Linked DNA regions of Mus musculus: all the other regions are linked to region 1. Evidence: chromatin contacts called from public HiChIP or PLAC-seq and Micro-C data. All regions are on one chromosome and are shown on one strand. Each heading gives the region's core, a stretch centred on a gene start, on an enhancer-like site or on the middle of the called end of the contact. The rest is flanking DNA. Distances are from core to core; before and after follow the strand shown. Region 1 holds the start of Myo10 (myosin X). Region 2 holds the start of Basp1 (brain abundant, membrane attached signal protein 1). Region 3 overlaps Gm48957 (predicted gene, 48957).

The links. Hi-C and Micro-C count contacts between places; a contact is called where the count stands out from the background. HiChIP or PLAC-seq counts read pairs in DNA pulled down with a chosen protein or histone mark.
Region 2: a contact with region 1 is called in a Micro-C map of embryonic stem cells, with 2.9 times the contacts expected there. The contact joins the promoter of Basp1 here to the promoter of Myo10 in region 1. A contact is called at or near these places in 8 of 39 promoter capture datasets (HPC-7-derived erythroid cells, cranial neural crest, epiblast stem cells and 5 more), 10 of 484 Hi-C or Micro-C datasets (CD4 T cells, adipose-derived mesenchymal stem cells, embryonic stem cells and 3 more), 14 of 115 datasets of contacts at active chromatin or transcription factors (the 230-238 cell line, bone marrow-derived macrophages, embryonic stem cells and 6 more) and 3 of 9 other capture datasets (adipose tissue, liver and pancreatic islet).
Region 3: an H3K4me3 HiChIP or PLAC-seq map of bone marrow-derived macrophages shows a contact between it and region 1, with 5 times the contacts expected there. The contact joins the enhancer-like site here to the promoter of Myo10 in region 1. A contact is called at or near these places in 13 of 39 promoter capture datasets (the 3T3-L1 cell line, 3T3-L1-derived adipocytes, the HPC-7 cell line and 8 more), 1 of 15 datasets of contacts at CTCF or cohesin (the NIH/3T3 cell line), 4 of 484 Hi-C or Micro-C datasets (bone marrow-derived DN3 thymocytes, embryonic fibroblasts, liver and 1 more), 20 of 115 datasets of contacts at active chromatin or transcription factors (the 230-238 cell line, bone marrow-derived macrophages, cardiomyocytes and 13 more) and 1 of 9 other capture datasets (liver).

Annotation. Positions count from the first base shown.
Region 1 is chr15:25,620,045-25,624,320 of GRCm38.p6, forward strand. Myo10 (myosin X) reads left to right here and starts at 2,506. Exons shown (of 41, transcript NM_019472.2): 1 at 2,506-2,986. The coding sequence starts at 2,966.
Region 2 is chr15:25,411,895-25,416,170 of GRCm38.p6, forward strand. Basp1 (brain abundant, membrane attached signal protein 1) reads right to left here and starts at 1,870. Exons shown (of 2, transcript NM_027395.2): 1 at 1,658-1,870. It overlaps Gm48957 (predicted gene, 48957), which reads left to right and starts at 2,296. Exons shown (of 4, transcript NR_168943.1): 1 at 2,296-3,255.
Region 3 is chr15:25,465,440-25,469,715 of GRCm38.p6, forward strand. It overlaps Gm48957 (predicted gene, 48957), which reads left to right. Exons shown (of 4, transcript NR_168943.1): 3 at 4,112-4,276. Among named protein-coding and RNA genes, the nearest start is that of Gm48957, 53 kb to the left of the region's middle. Within about 2 kb of position 2,497, at least 11 of the 459 cell types and tissues checked have an H3K27ac peak or open chromatin away from gene starts, as enhancers often do.

The DNA of each region.
Region 1 (4,276 bases), core at 1,256-3,755:
ATTGTTCAACCAAAAACATGTTGAATCAGAATAAATGCAGAAGTAACTACAATAACTCAATATTTTCTATTAAGCAAAAAAAATACACAAGCAATATCATTTTATTAACTATAATTTGCATTTTGGACCATATAGTTGTTTTTCATAAACTATGTTGTTTTAACGTGTATTTATTTATCATTCCTTTAAATTATAAAAACAAACACAACAGCACTTTAAAAACAAAAAAACCCAAACCTACTGTGTGGGCTCAGGCCTATGCCAGTGCTCAGAAAGCTGAGACAGAAGGACCTCAGGTATGAGACAGACCTGAGCTACTTAGGCTCAACAACCAGCTGGGGCTAGCTCAGTTGGTAAAGTGCTTGCCTAGAATACACAAAGCTCTGGGTTCTATTCTCGGGGATGCCAAAGTGCCCTAGAGGCAGGGAACATCAGAAGCTCAGAGTCACCTTAAGCTACACAGAGAATTCTAGAATATCCTGGGATACTCCAGATCCTGTCTCTAAGGAAAAATGAACAGACTTTAGGTTTTGTTTTGTTTCTTTTTTAAAGTTTTAAATCTGCAGAAAAAGAAGGGAAAGCCCAGAGTGGCCACACAGTTAGGTAGTTCCAGGCTTCTCTATTACCAAGTGTTGTGTTAACGTAGCACATCTGTTTTAGCTGATGAGCTAGGATTGGCTCGGATGTTGACTTCTGAGAGGCCAGGGGCCAAGGTTGCCCAACGAGTCTGGAACAGGACCGATGCTGGGAACCAATTCACACCCACATACTCTAACCAGCTCTTTAAATCATTTTTCTTGCAGAGATGTGTGTAGATTAATGGGATAATGGCATAATTGTTCAGCTGCCCTACCTGAACACAGCTGGTGGCAAAGCTCATTTGACTAAGCACTTTGGTTGTGTTGAGCATTTTTGATATCTGTTCTGGCTCCATCTTAACCTTCCTTCAGCCTCGTGTAAACCCGTGGAAAAAACCAGCCACGTGGCATAGCACATGTATCATTAACTGGTTTATACCTTGAATCTTCCCTCAAAGTGGGGAGATGGGAGTAAGGTCACCAACACTAATGTAATGCTTTGGAGTTCAATAATGCTTAAATTCCCAAATAAAGATGACAAGATGGTTCACATGTTCAGCCATTTCATTCAGTCTGAGCACAAGCTTCGACTCTCCCAACTGCAGGTGGATAGGACATCAAGAAAAAGCCAAATATGTGATTGATCTTCCAACATCTGGAAAAAAAAAAAAAAAAAAAAAAAAACCTAAGAAGCGGGTACCTAACCAGGCAGGGTGCAGCTTGGGATAGTGAAGGCTGTGTCTGTTTCCAGAAAGACTGCCCTGGAAAGTATCTTTCTCAAGCGGCTGGCAGTTAACAAATCCTTTAAGTAGAACTTCTCAAGTCAGTTCATTGTTGTTCCCAGCTTGCCAGTTAACAACCTGCTGCTGGACCAGCTGTGTGGTTCCGGAGTGAGTCTGACAACACCCAGCCGGTTGGTTCAAAGGGTTCATAGATCCAGTACTTGGGTGACCTGATCTTGCTAAACTGCTACAGAAGGAAACTCCTTCTGAGCTGTTGGGAGTTCTTTCTGCAGTGGGCCAAGCACCAGCTTTGGAGGGCCCTCTGGACTCCTGTTAGGAAAGCAGACTTAGGAATCCCAGTCCGTGTTACAGGATCCCCAGATTCCTGGCCACAATAAAGCTGGAGTTGTCTCGGTGAGAATCAGGACTGACTCCTGGTGAACCGAGAGCAATTACCCATCTCTCTCGCATCTGCTCTACTTCCTTTACGTCCAGAAAAAGAGGTTACAGTTACAAGTGCTATAGGACACGTCCCCTTCCAGTATACAAAACATTTCCCTGTGGCTATCAAAAAACCCACTTGGAGCAGAGAAACTCAACAAGGAAAAGCAGCTTTCAAAAGTTCAGATTCCTGTTTTCCGCTTCCTGTCCTGGGATCGCACGATAGAGTCGCAATGATGAGATCCACGTGGAGCAGGTTCTTGGGGTGTCTAACATTCACCGCCGTGGGGCCCCTCCTCTTCAGTCCCGGGTAACTTTCTAGTATCTACGATCAGAGGGAAGAGTCAAGTCATCTAATAGCGCCTAGGCCGGTGGCAAGAAGACCCAGGAGAAGCACACTGCTCTATGGATTCAGAGTGGATCTAGGCGGTAGCTGGGACTCCGCGCACCCGCCGCTCTCAGGGAAAGCACAGGGCAGGGCTCCGAGGGGCGGGGCCGCGCATCCGGTGGGCGTGGTTTGGGTGGTAGCTGGGAGAGGGCGCGGCATGTAGGAAGCCCGAGCAGGCTGTGGGCGGGGCTATAATGGGCGTGACCAGGAGTCGAGTAGGCGGGGTTTGGGTATATTTGAGAGCAGACGCTCAGTCTCCGCAGGTTGGAGGAGTTTCTGGGGGCGGGGCCAGGTCCGTAGGAGGCGTGGCTTTACTCGTGGAGGCGTGGTTATATATTGGGGGCTGGGATTGAGGGCGGGGCGGACCGAGCACAAGGGTAAGCGAGACCGGAGAGCTGGTGAGAGCCGGCCGCGCCTGGGGCGGGAGAGCTCACCGTTGTTGGTTTGCTGGTGATCCGAAGTCGTCCACCCCACCCCCGCTGGGACCGAGCGCCCCCGGCGGAGCTCCAAGGGAGGCAGGCGCGTCGCCAGCCCCTTGCCGGCCCTCCCCCAGCTCGGGAAGAATGTGCCACCAGCTGTTCTCCTCCCGGGAGCACTTCGCCCAGAAGTGAGGAACTTGGAGGAAGGAGAGACAAAGGCTGTGGTTGGGACAGAGGAGGTCCGAGACGCGGACAAAAGGTGCGGAGGAGCAGCAGCGACCGGGGGATGGCAGAGCGGCGGCTCCGCGGGCTGGAGTCGCCCCGAGGCGCACCGTGACACGCGTGGCTTCCCGGGACCTGCCGCTGCGCTGACTTCCGCGACTGGAGCCGTGCCGGGAAGGTGCGGGCGCCGGAACAATGGACAGCTTCTTTCCCGAGGTGAGTGAGTGGCGGGGAGGACCTGGCTGAGACCGGGACCCGGACCGGCACACCGAGCGCGCCCCAGCGCCTGCGCGTCCCCAGGAGGGGAAACTTTGTGGGAATCTCCTGAAACCCCACTCCCTCCGCCGGCCCCGAGTCTCGGATGAGTAAGCCTAGGCAGGTTTGAGTTTGTCCTGCGCTCGCATGTCCCCGGGCGTGGGTGGCTAGCTGACACTCCGCGCCAGGTGAGTCCCCGGGCGCCGGGTGGGGGAGAGCTGCGGACCGGACGGCTCGGGTGCAGGAAACGCGGTAAAAGGCGCAGCCGGGAGGTGCCTTGCTCCAAGAAAGGTCTGGGACTTCCTTTGCTGAACGTGCGGGCTTCCTGTGGCTTCCAGAGGAGCCGGCTAACGAAGTGTGAGCCGGCCGGCTGGGTCCTCGGTCACTGCTTGCCCTGCCTCATTGGGCTTTCAAGTCTGGGGTCCTTACTTTACTAGTACTGCTCAGGTCGGGTTTGCAGATAATTCCAGAGTACGAGACCGAATGATCTTGTTTTTAATGCCATTTTTTTTGGCAGATCTTGAATTCGAGTTTAAATAAAATTTGTTTAGGGCAAACAATGGTTATTTTAGAAGATGAAACCGATGCCCGCTTTAGGGTCTTTGAGGGCGGGACACCACAGTTACTTGAGACGGGACTTGAAAGTTCCCTTTTCCCCCAGGGATGGAGAGCCGCTCTGGTTTCTTGGCCCCGATTCCTTTCTTGGTTGTGTTTATTTAATAAATTCTGTTTAAGTTTTGAGGTTTGAAGTGGCTCAGAGTAAACTTAGCTGACTTTGAGAGAGGCTGATGAGATTTTTTGCTGAAAAGTCAGGGTGAGGTTTTTGTGAATCCAGGACAGTCTTGGAATCTTCCAGCAAATCAGAGTGGTGAGAATTTGCCTGTGCTTTGGCTAGCTTGCTTTGTCAGAGTTAATTGGCTATAGTGTTTCAAGGTCTGACGTTCACTTACTGTACTCTCAGACAGCTACTTATAATGGCCACAGTGATGTATTGTATAATGTTCGAATTGACTTTTACCAAAGTGTTTGTCTCTGTCACCCTGAAAGGCATCCTGGAAAGACATTAACCATCCATTACTTAAAAGAAGGGAAATATATAGAAAATAGAGACCTCAGAAATATATAGAAACTAGAGACTCCTTAATGGCTTTTTAAATTCGTGGGTGTTTGTTTCCTACCTGTATGAAGGCAGCAGGACTTTTGAGTTGGTCTACAACAGTAAATTACCGCTAGGCTGGGTTTTTAGTTGCT
Region 2 (4,276 bases), core at 620-3,119, 210 kb before region 1:
TTGAACAGAAAGAACAATGGACAGTTCTAGAAAGGAAAATAGCACTGTGTGTTTAAAAATAAATGTATTAAATCCACAATTCCCCCTCCCTTATTTTTTTTTTTTTTTATGATTGAAATCTGTAAAAAAAGAAAAAAAAAATGGGTAAGATGTGAAACCTTGAGGTGGGAGGGGAAACAAGACCGCGACCGAGCCGCGCGGAGGGGGGGGGGGGGTGGCATTTGTGTCCAAAGGTTTTGTGAAACATTTAGGGCAAACGCCTTTGTTCCTGGGCTCCGGAGGGGAGTGGGTGGATGGATGATGGGGAGATCAGATGGGGCTGCCTGGCCCTCCACACCCTGCTCTCCGGCGCATGCGCGAGGCCAAGACAAAGGAATAGGTAATTACAGTCCCGATTCATTCATTTTGCCTGCAGTACCGGAGGTCTGTGAGCCCTTGGTATATTCCCAGGGGTAGGGGTTAATCCACACCCCAGCAGCAGTCCCCTTGATACTCGTGTTTTATTCTAGCCCGCCACGTAAGTGGCCAGTGGTCTCGGCCAAGACAGAGGTGTGTCAGCTCCCGTGCAAAATCCTGAAATCGCACCCATGTGCGCTGTGCTCCTTTGAACAGCGTGAAAATCACTGGGGCAGAGGCCGTCCACCGAGTTCGCTCCAAGGCGGAAACGTCTCGGGGGGAAGCAGATTAGGAACAGGGCCAAGCGTTCGATGAATATTCATGAAAAGAATGCGGTCCCCAGCCACGCATTGTGTGCCATCCGATCCAGGGATTCTGGTTTTTTTTTTTTTTTTTCTTTTAATGGTGTGGGGAAGCGGGAACCAGACGTTGGGTTGTAGCGTTTGAGCTACGGGGGAAAAAATCTACAGAAATCTTGGCTTGCAGAAGGGTTGAGCCCGCTCGGGCCGCGGGCTGTCAGGTTCAAGCCCACACGCCACCCCTCCTTCCCCCAGGCTGGGGCGGCGGTGGAGGCGCGCGGCCCGCTCTCTGAGCGCAAGGCTCAAAAAATAAAATAAAATGCTGGCGACGTCCACAGGTTAGTGGGAAGACAGCTCAGCCGCAGACCAGGCTGGGGGCTTTAATCTGCCCCGGACGTGCACACCGCCTTCCGAACCTCGTGTTCCTCGGTTACCCTAAACCAAGATCCAGGAGTCCCGAGGGCCAAGCCACCCCCGCCCCTTCCGATCTGACCAGATTCCGCGTCTTCTTTCTCCCTCCCCACCCCACCCCACCCCCATCCTCCATCTTCTGTTACTGCGCCCCTCACACCGAGCGCCTTCTCCGTGGCTGTGCGGGTTCCGCTGACAGAAGGCTGGGTTCAGCCCACAGAACCGTGGCCAGTGGTCTCGGTGCTGTCACCAGCGGCTCCCCACCCTCCACCCCCTCCCTCCCGAACTCGGTTCGTCCGCCTCGCCGCCACCCCCTCCAAGTCCCCCACCCTACGAAAGGCCGAAGCTGTCCACCTGGGGGAGAGCATCACCTTGGATTTCCAAATGCGACAGAACCCACATAGAGGAATCCCATGCCCACTGTGTCTACACCCGGCCGCACCCCGGCTGCACCGTTGGAGAACCCTAGGCTTCGGGGTGGGGCGGGGCCCTGGGGAACCGGTGGCCCGGAGTCCGCGGTGGCCTTAGGGACCCACGGCGCGCCTCCTTACCGGCTTTGGGTGCCTGTGGCGGCCCTGGGTGAGCGCGGTGCCTCCAAGGGGCCCGGGTGGCTGGTGTCGTCCGGCCGGGTGGCTGGTCGCTCAGCAAAGGCTCTCTCTCTCCCGGCTCGACGGCGGAGCCCGGAGCGTGGAGCGAGTTGGAGCGCTGCCGCCACCGCCGTCGCCGCTGCCGCTACTGCCGCCGCCGCTGCAGCCTCTGCATTTCTCGATCGCTCCCCCTCCCCTTCCTGCCCAGCGCCCTCCCCCCCGCGCGTCCGCCCGCCCAGCTCCTCCGCTCGCCGACCCCGCCCGCCTCGCGCCCGCCCCTCCTCTCCCAGCCCGCGGCCCGCACCCCTCCCGCTCCTTTCGCGCCCCGCCACCCAGGAGGGGGTCCCCCAACTTCTCTCCACCAGCAGCCACTGCGCCCCGAGACGCCCCGTGATCCAGCGCCCCCCCCCCGTCACCACACCCGCACAGTCACCCCCACCCACTGCTCTCCACATCCAGATCCCTTACCCGCCTCCCCAACAGTCTCTGTCAGCCCCCCTCCTCCTATTCCCTCCTTACACGCCCCTCCATTCCCCCCCCACCCCACCCCCACCCCCACCCCCGGCGGGACTGTCTGTGGATTTCTCTCCTCTCTCTGTCTCGCACACATTTTATTTGAAAGCATTGAATAAGTAGCTCAGGCTCTCGCTCAGACTTAAGGGGCTGATGAACTACGCCCCCGCCGCAACCAGCTTTCTCTGCACCCCAATCCAGCCCCGCTCCAGACGACGGGCTTAGATTCTGCTATCACGTAGGCAGTGAGCCTGGGGAAGATGCGATGCCTCCCTTGAAACCATCAAGACAGATATCCGCTGGTTTTAGGGTGTCCCCCAAGGCAAGCATCTGGGACGCCTCCGGCATATGCTCGCCCTCGGGGCCCGACCAGGAGGCTCCAGCTTTGCAAGGCGCCACCGCCCAGAGCTCAGGTCTGGGTTGGAAGGGTGGGCGGCACCGCCTCAGGGTACGTTCTCCCGACTTCGGAGAGAAAGAAAGGAAGAAATGCACCCTAGGAAAAGGGGCTTCGACTTTTTGTGCCTGTGCTTTCATGGAAGTCACCAGCTCTCGGCTGCTTAAGATGCTACTCAGAAGCGCGCCCAGCCAGGCTGTGGCCATCCGCGCCAAGTCCTCGTGTCCTGGTCGACGAGCACTTTGGGTAGCACCGCGACACACAATAGCCACCACGGTTAGGAGATATGCTCGCTATGCTTACCTGTTGGCAAAAATAAAATGCAAAATAAAAATTTAAATTTGGAAACTAACACATGGTGACATCTTCTAGAACCACAGCTCTTTCTTCAGACAAAAGCCAATTTTACCATCCCGCAAACCCATTGAGCCCTGGAAGTTCCGTTCGCGGCACTTTGGCGCCCTCTGGCTTTATCAGGGTGGCTTGCTTGTTCTGCTTCGTCCTGAAAGAATAGCGGAGGGGGGGGGGAATGGAAATGTATGTTGCCTTCTTGGTTGGATCTCCCCTCATGAGTGAAGCACAGATTTGGGATGAGCTTGCCCTCCACGTCCGGAATAACGAAACACAACTACATTTAGGGAGACGAATGCCAAAGGTAAGTGCTGTCAAAATCGCAGATTGGGGGGGGTCACTTTTTTAATAGAAAAATAAATAACAGAACTTTAATAAGATTGGCAAAGGAAGTGCCACATCTTAAACCAAAAAGTGATTGGGGGGGGGGGTGAAAATATTTGTGGTGGCTGCCACTTCCTCCCCCTCCTTTTCTTCTTTCTTTCTCCTCCTCCTCCGTCTCCTCTTCTTCTTGTTTTTTTCTTCTCTTCCTCTTCCTCTCTATCTCCCTCTTCCTCTTCCTCTTCTTTCTCCCTCTTCTCCCCATCCCTACCCCTCTATTCTCCCTCTCTCTTTCTCTCTAGATAAATAGATATACTAATTGGTTGGTTGGCTAATATTTCTTTCAACCTTCTCTCACCCTCCCATCTTCCCACTGCTTAAACTAATTAAACAATCAAACAGTTCAAGAACAGGAAATCAAATCACAATTTAGCTATGATTTGAGGATTTCTTTCTCTTATGTCAGTATACCACCTATAAAGCTATTTGGTGTGCTATGGTTCCGACAACAGCACCAATTATAGCAACCAAAAATGTTTCCAGGTATGACCAAATATCCTCTGGGGGGAAAAAAACTGGTTGAAAGCTGGTGAGTTAGTTTTAAGCTCCCTAAAGCACTGGTATATTCTGTTAACTAGATGAATGTGTATAATGTATGGTATTTACTGTTTGCTAAAGGAGCTAAGGAGTGTATGGGTTGGGGGGGGATGGTTACACAGTGTGCGTCATTCATTTAGGATTTGGATATTTTTTTTATCCCGGTGATCATCTTAAAATTAATGGAAATTTCCACGGTATTTTCAAAATAAGCCTATAGGTATTGTCTTCCATTGTGTATCCTCATATTTAATTTTAAAAAAAAATAACAGATAAGATAACAATTATTGTTCAATCGCTTCAGTGCTGCTGGCTAAGTTTTTAGGATGGAGAGAGGAAAAACAAGCCTTCCAAAGGTGTGCCTGGAATACAGATCACTGGTTACCATGGAAACAGGAGGCCAAAGC
Region 3 (4,276 bases), core at 1,247-3,746, 150 kb before region 1:
ATCAAAACTATTATCCACCAGCACACACGATTCTTATATTTGATATATAGTAACATTAATTTACTTATTTTTAGTGTTTTCATGTGATTAAAACAGTCCTTGGGCTTTTGTGGTATTAGGTTGAGTATCAATCCCTCTGCCTTTACTTATTTCGTTGTTCGTTTTCTATTATATATTTTATTATTCAAAACAAAATTTAAATTTAAATATATTTCATCATATTCTTCTCCTCCCCCAAGTCCTTCTAAATCCTCTCACTGTCACTATCCACCCAACCTTAAGTTCTTTTTCAAAGCAAAACAAAATGAAAAAACTAATACAAGAGATTCCTCAATCCAAGAAAACAAAGTAATACCCAAAACAAAAACAAAAACAAAACAAAACACCAAACTGTAACCAAATAAAAGCATGCAAAAAACAAACTTGTGGATTCCATTATGTTGATCAACTACTCCTGAACATAAGGCCTGTCTTGGAGTCATTAATATACCCAGTGTCCTCGTTCCATTGGCAAAAACTAACTTTCCCTCTCCCAGCAGATATAAATGACAGGTCAGTTGTTAACCTTTACCCTTATGGCTAGGTTTCCATTCAGTCATAAAAAAATATATATACAATAAGATAAAACAACTACTATTAAGCCAAAGTCACATAAGACCAATCAACGGAAGGAAAGGACCCAAGAGAAAGCACAAGAATCAGAAACCCACTGGTTCCCACACTCAGGATTACCATTAAAACACTACACTGGAAGTCACTCTATAAATGTAGAGGGCCTGGTGCAGGCCCATGTAGACCCTGTGCATGCTGCATCAGTCTCTGGAAGGTCATACAAGCATCCATCATATTGATTTAGAGAGCCTTGTTTTCTTGGTGTCCTCCATTCCCTGTGGCTCTTACACTTCTCCCCATGGGGACCCCTGAACTCTTTTCCCTGACGAGAAAGATTTGATGGTGACATCCCACTTAGGGCTGAGTGTTCCAAGTTCTAGTATCTCTGTGTAATGTCTGACTGTGGATCTCTCTATTTGCCCCCATCTGCTGCAGAGGGATTGTTATTAACAATCCACACTGAATTGAGTCAGTGCTGTAGTTTGGATATTGAGTGCCCCCAACAGCCCATTTAAAGGAGTTTAAAATTCCTCTCTAAGGGTTTCTTAAGTCCCTGGGAGTTCAACTATAAGGGGGACTGTGAACTTTGGTTCCTTTCTACATCTTTGCTTCCTGGCTCAGGATGTGCCAACAGCATTCCCATAATTATATGGGATTATATGCTACTTCATCAATGGACCAAACAACAAGTCATAGACGGGAGCCTCCAAAACACTAAGAGAAAACAAATCTTCTCTCTTCATAGAATGATTATCTCAAGTATTCTATTATAGTGCTGAAAGCTAGCACTTCCAGATGATCTGAAGTTTAGGCCCAAGTACCAACTAGGGGTTAATACACACACACACACAACTGGGGGTTAATACATACACACATACACAACTAGGGTTAATACACACACATACACACACATACAAACACACACACAACTAGAGGTTAATACACACATACACACATATATACAACTAGGGGTTAATACACACACACACAACTAGGGGTTAATTCATATACACATATACAACTAGGGGTTAATACACACACAACTAGGGGTTAATACATACATACATATACAACTAGAGGTTGATACACACACACAACTAGGGCTTAATACATACACATACACACACATACATACACACATACATACACAACTAGGGGTTAATACACACACACAACTAGGGGTTAATACACACATACACACATATACACACATATATACACACACACACACAAAGCTAGGGGTTAATACACACATACACACACACTCGCAAGCACTGAAAGAGAGACACGTACCCACGTGTGATTGTATGCTGTTATGGACTAAATTGGATGTCTCTACAATTGAGATGTTAAAAAAATTTTAACCCCCCAGAATCCCTGATTAACTATATTTGGAGATCAGGGCTTTTAAAGAAGGAATATAATCCAATACAGCCTCGGGCAGGACATTAATCTGCTATAACTGGTGCTCTCACCACAAGAGAATGCTAAGAAAGAGGTGAGAGCCCATGTAAGGGTACAAAGGAGACAGGAATCTAAAGTAGAGAGGGCAGGTTCAGAGGAGACCAATCTTACGGACACATTTGATCTTGGTTTGCGGCATTCACAACTATAAGATAAATTTTCATTTTAAGCCCCTCCACCACCACCACCACCACCATCACCAATATGTCATATTCAGCTATAGCAAATCTAGAAAACTAACTCAGAGACCACATTCCCTAAACTAAGAATTAAGGAGTGGAGCCTCACACGTGTAAATGATTCATGGACCTGGGGACTAAAATTCATTTGATTAGAACCCCAGCCACTGAGGCTCACCCCATTGTGACTACAAAATCTTACTTTCAAACAGAACTTTGCCTGGTCTTAGGAAACTGCTTCTACTTTGTAACCTCTAAGCAAAAAACTGTCCAATACTGCGGCTGGAAGTCTACCAACCCCAGCTTGGAAACTAAAGCTAGACCAACCGCATCCTCTTCAGGTCACTTAGAAAAACAAATGGAACGGAATGTTAGGAGACAGAGAGAAACTGGACTTTCTCAGCCTTAACATTTAAGTGTGGTCTAAATTATTGTAACGTCACACGGTTCTAATTTTAGGAAAAAGGGGCAAGCTGAGAATCCTGCATACTGCTATGAAGACAAGGCGTTCACGAGAAATTCACAGGCTCTGAGGCCAAGGAGCTACAGAATTAGACGAGACCAGGAGTGGAGAAAAAAAAAAGATTCTTTTTTTTTAAAAAAAAAAAAACTAAATAGTATTCAAGATGTAAATCTGAGAAGAAATTGCATGTTGGCCCTGCTTGTTGATACAGAGCAAATTGGACACAATGCCTGTTTTCTCTCTTTCTCTCAAAGCAAGAATTGAAAAAAAAAAAAAATCAAAGCTCTTGTTTATTAATTGCACTCCAAAAATGTGTGTGTGTGTGTGTGTGTGTGTGTGTGTGTGTGTGTGTGTGTGTGTGTGTTTAGAAGTCTGCTGGGGATCTAGAGAAAAAAAAAAACAAAACCTTAACTCCTATGAGACCCTCAGGAAATGCAAGCCAGGTGTGAATTCCTTTGTTTTTCACCAGAAGACTTCAGGCCCCTCTGCGGTTACTCTGTCATTCTGGTCTCACCACAGGTTATAGGGAAGTACAGCTAAGTAAGAAGGAGATGCAAACTGAGTGTTTCTAGACCAAATACAAATATTCAACTCTGGGGCTACGATGGCAAAGGAGAAGCAAACATAAAATTGCCCAATTCACAAAAGTCAATGAAGAAATAAGCATAGCTGGAGAAAATTAAATTATACCCTGTTCTTAAAACAAATGAAGTTGGGGGGGGGGCGGTAGTGTCTTATGCTAAACCTTTGAAAACTGTTACCCCCAAATCAGGTGTATGTAACATCACTCTTCCAAAGCAATAACTAAATAAAAGGATGAAATGGTCGGTTAGAAACCTCCCCAGGTCAGAGGGAAGAAACTAGCAAGAGCTAGTGCTGGCCAGGCGAAGTGAAGTGGAATGTCTCCCTGAAGGAGACCCACCAGGACTGAGGGAATTCTTGGAGGTTATCTTTACAAACAAACGGGGCTTCCCGACACACACAAAAAACCAGAAATTTCTTATAAGGGAAAGCAGTTAAAAAGAAACTCACTGAGATGGGCTGGGTCCTAGACACAAACTGCACAGGAACCAAATTTTAAGTCCTCAGCCTTCTGCAGATTAAAACGGCAGGCCCAAGAGATGGGAAAGAGGCGAGCCCTGTGAGAGACAGTTTCAGAGCAGGACCGCAGGCTGCAGGGGTCTCTCCTGAGCTAAGTGGCTTCTGGCAGGTTACCTCACACTGCGTCTGTGCTCTCCTGTGTGATTTTTATCCTACCCAAGCTTAGGACAAAATCACATGATTTAAGACCAGTCTATAGAAAATGCCAGGCCCTTGGCAAGTGCCCCTGCCGGGTCCGGCACGGCTGCGTAACCCATAGGTAAACTTTACTTCCTTTTCTCCTGCTGGCCAGGGAGGAGTGGAGGAGCCATCGTGGGCCAGGTGCCAGATAAAATACTGGTGATTTAAGCTCCAAAGATACAACCCAAGAACTGACGAAGCTCTGACACAGTGATGTAGGGGAAGAAACCAAACACCAGCACTGACTCCCTTCGCTGTGCACCGCTGCAAAGACCTC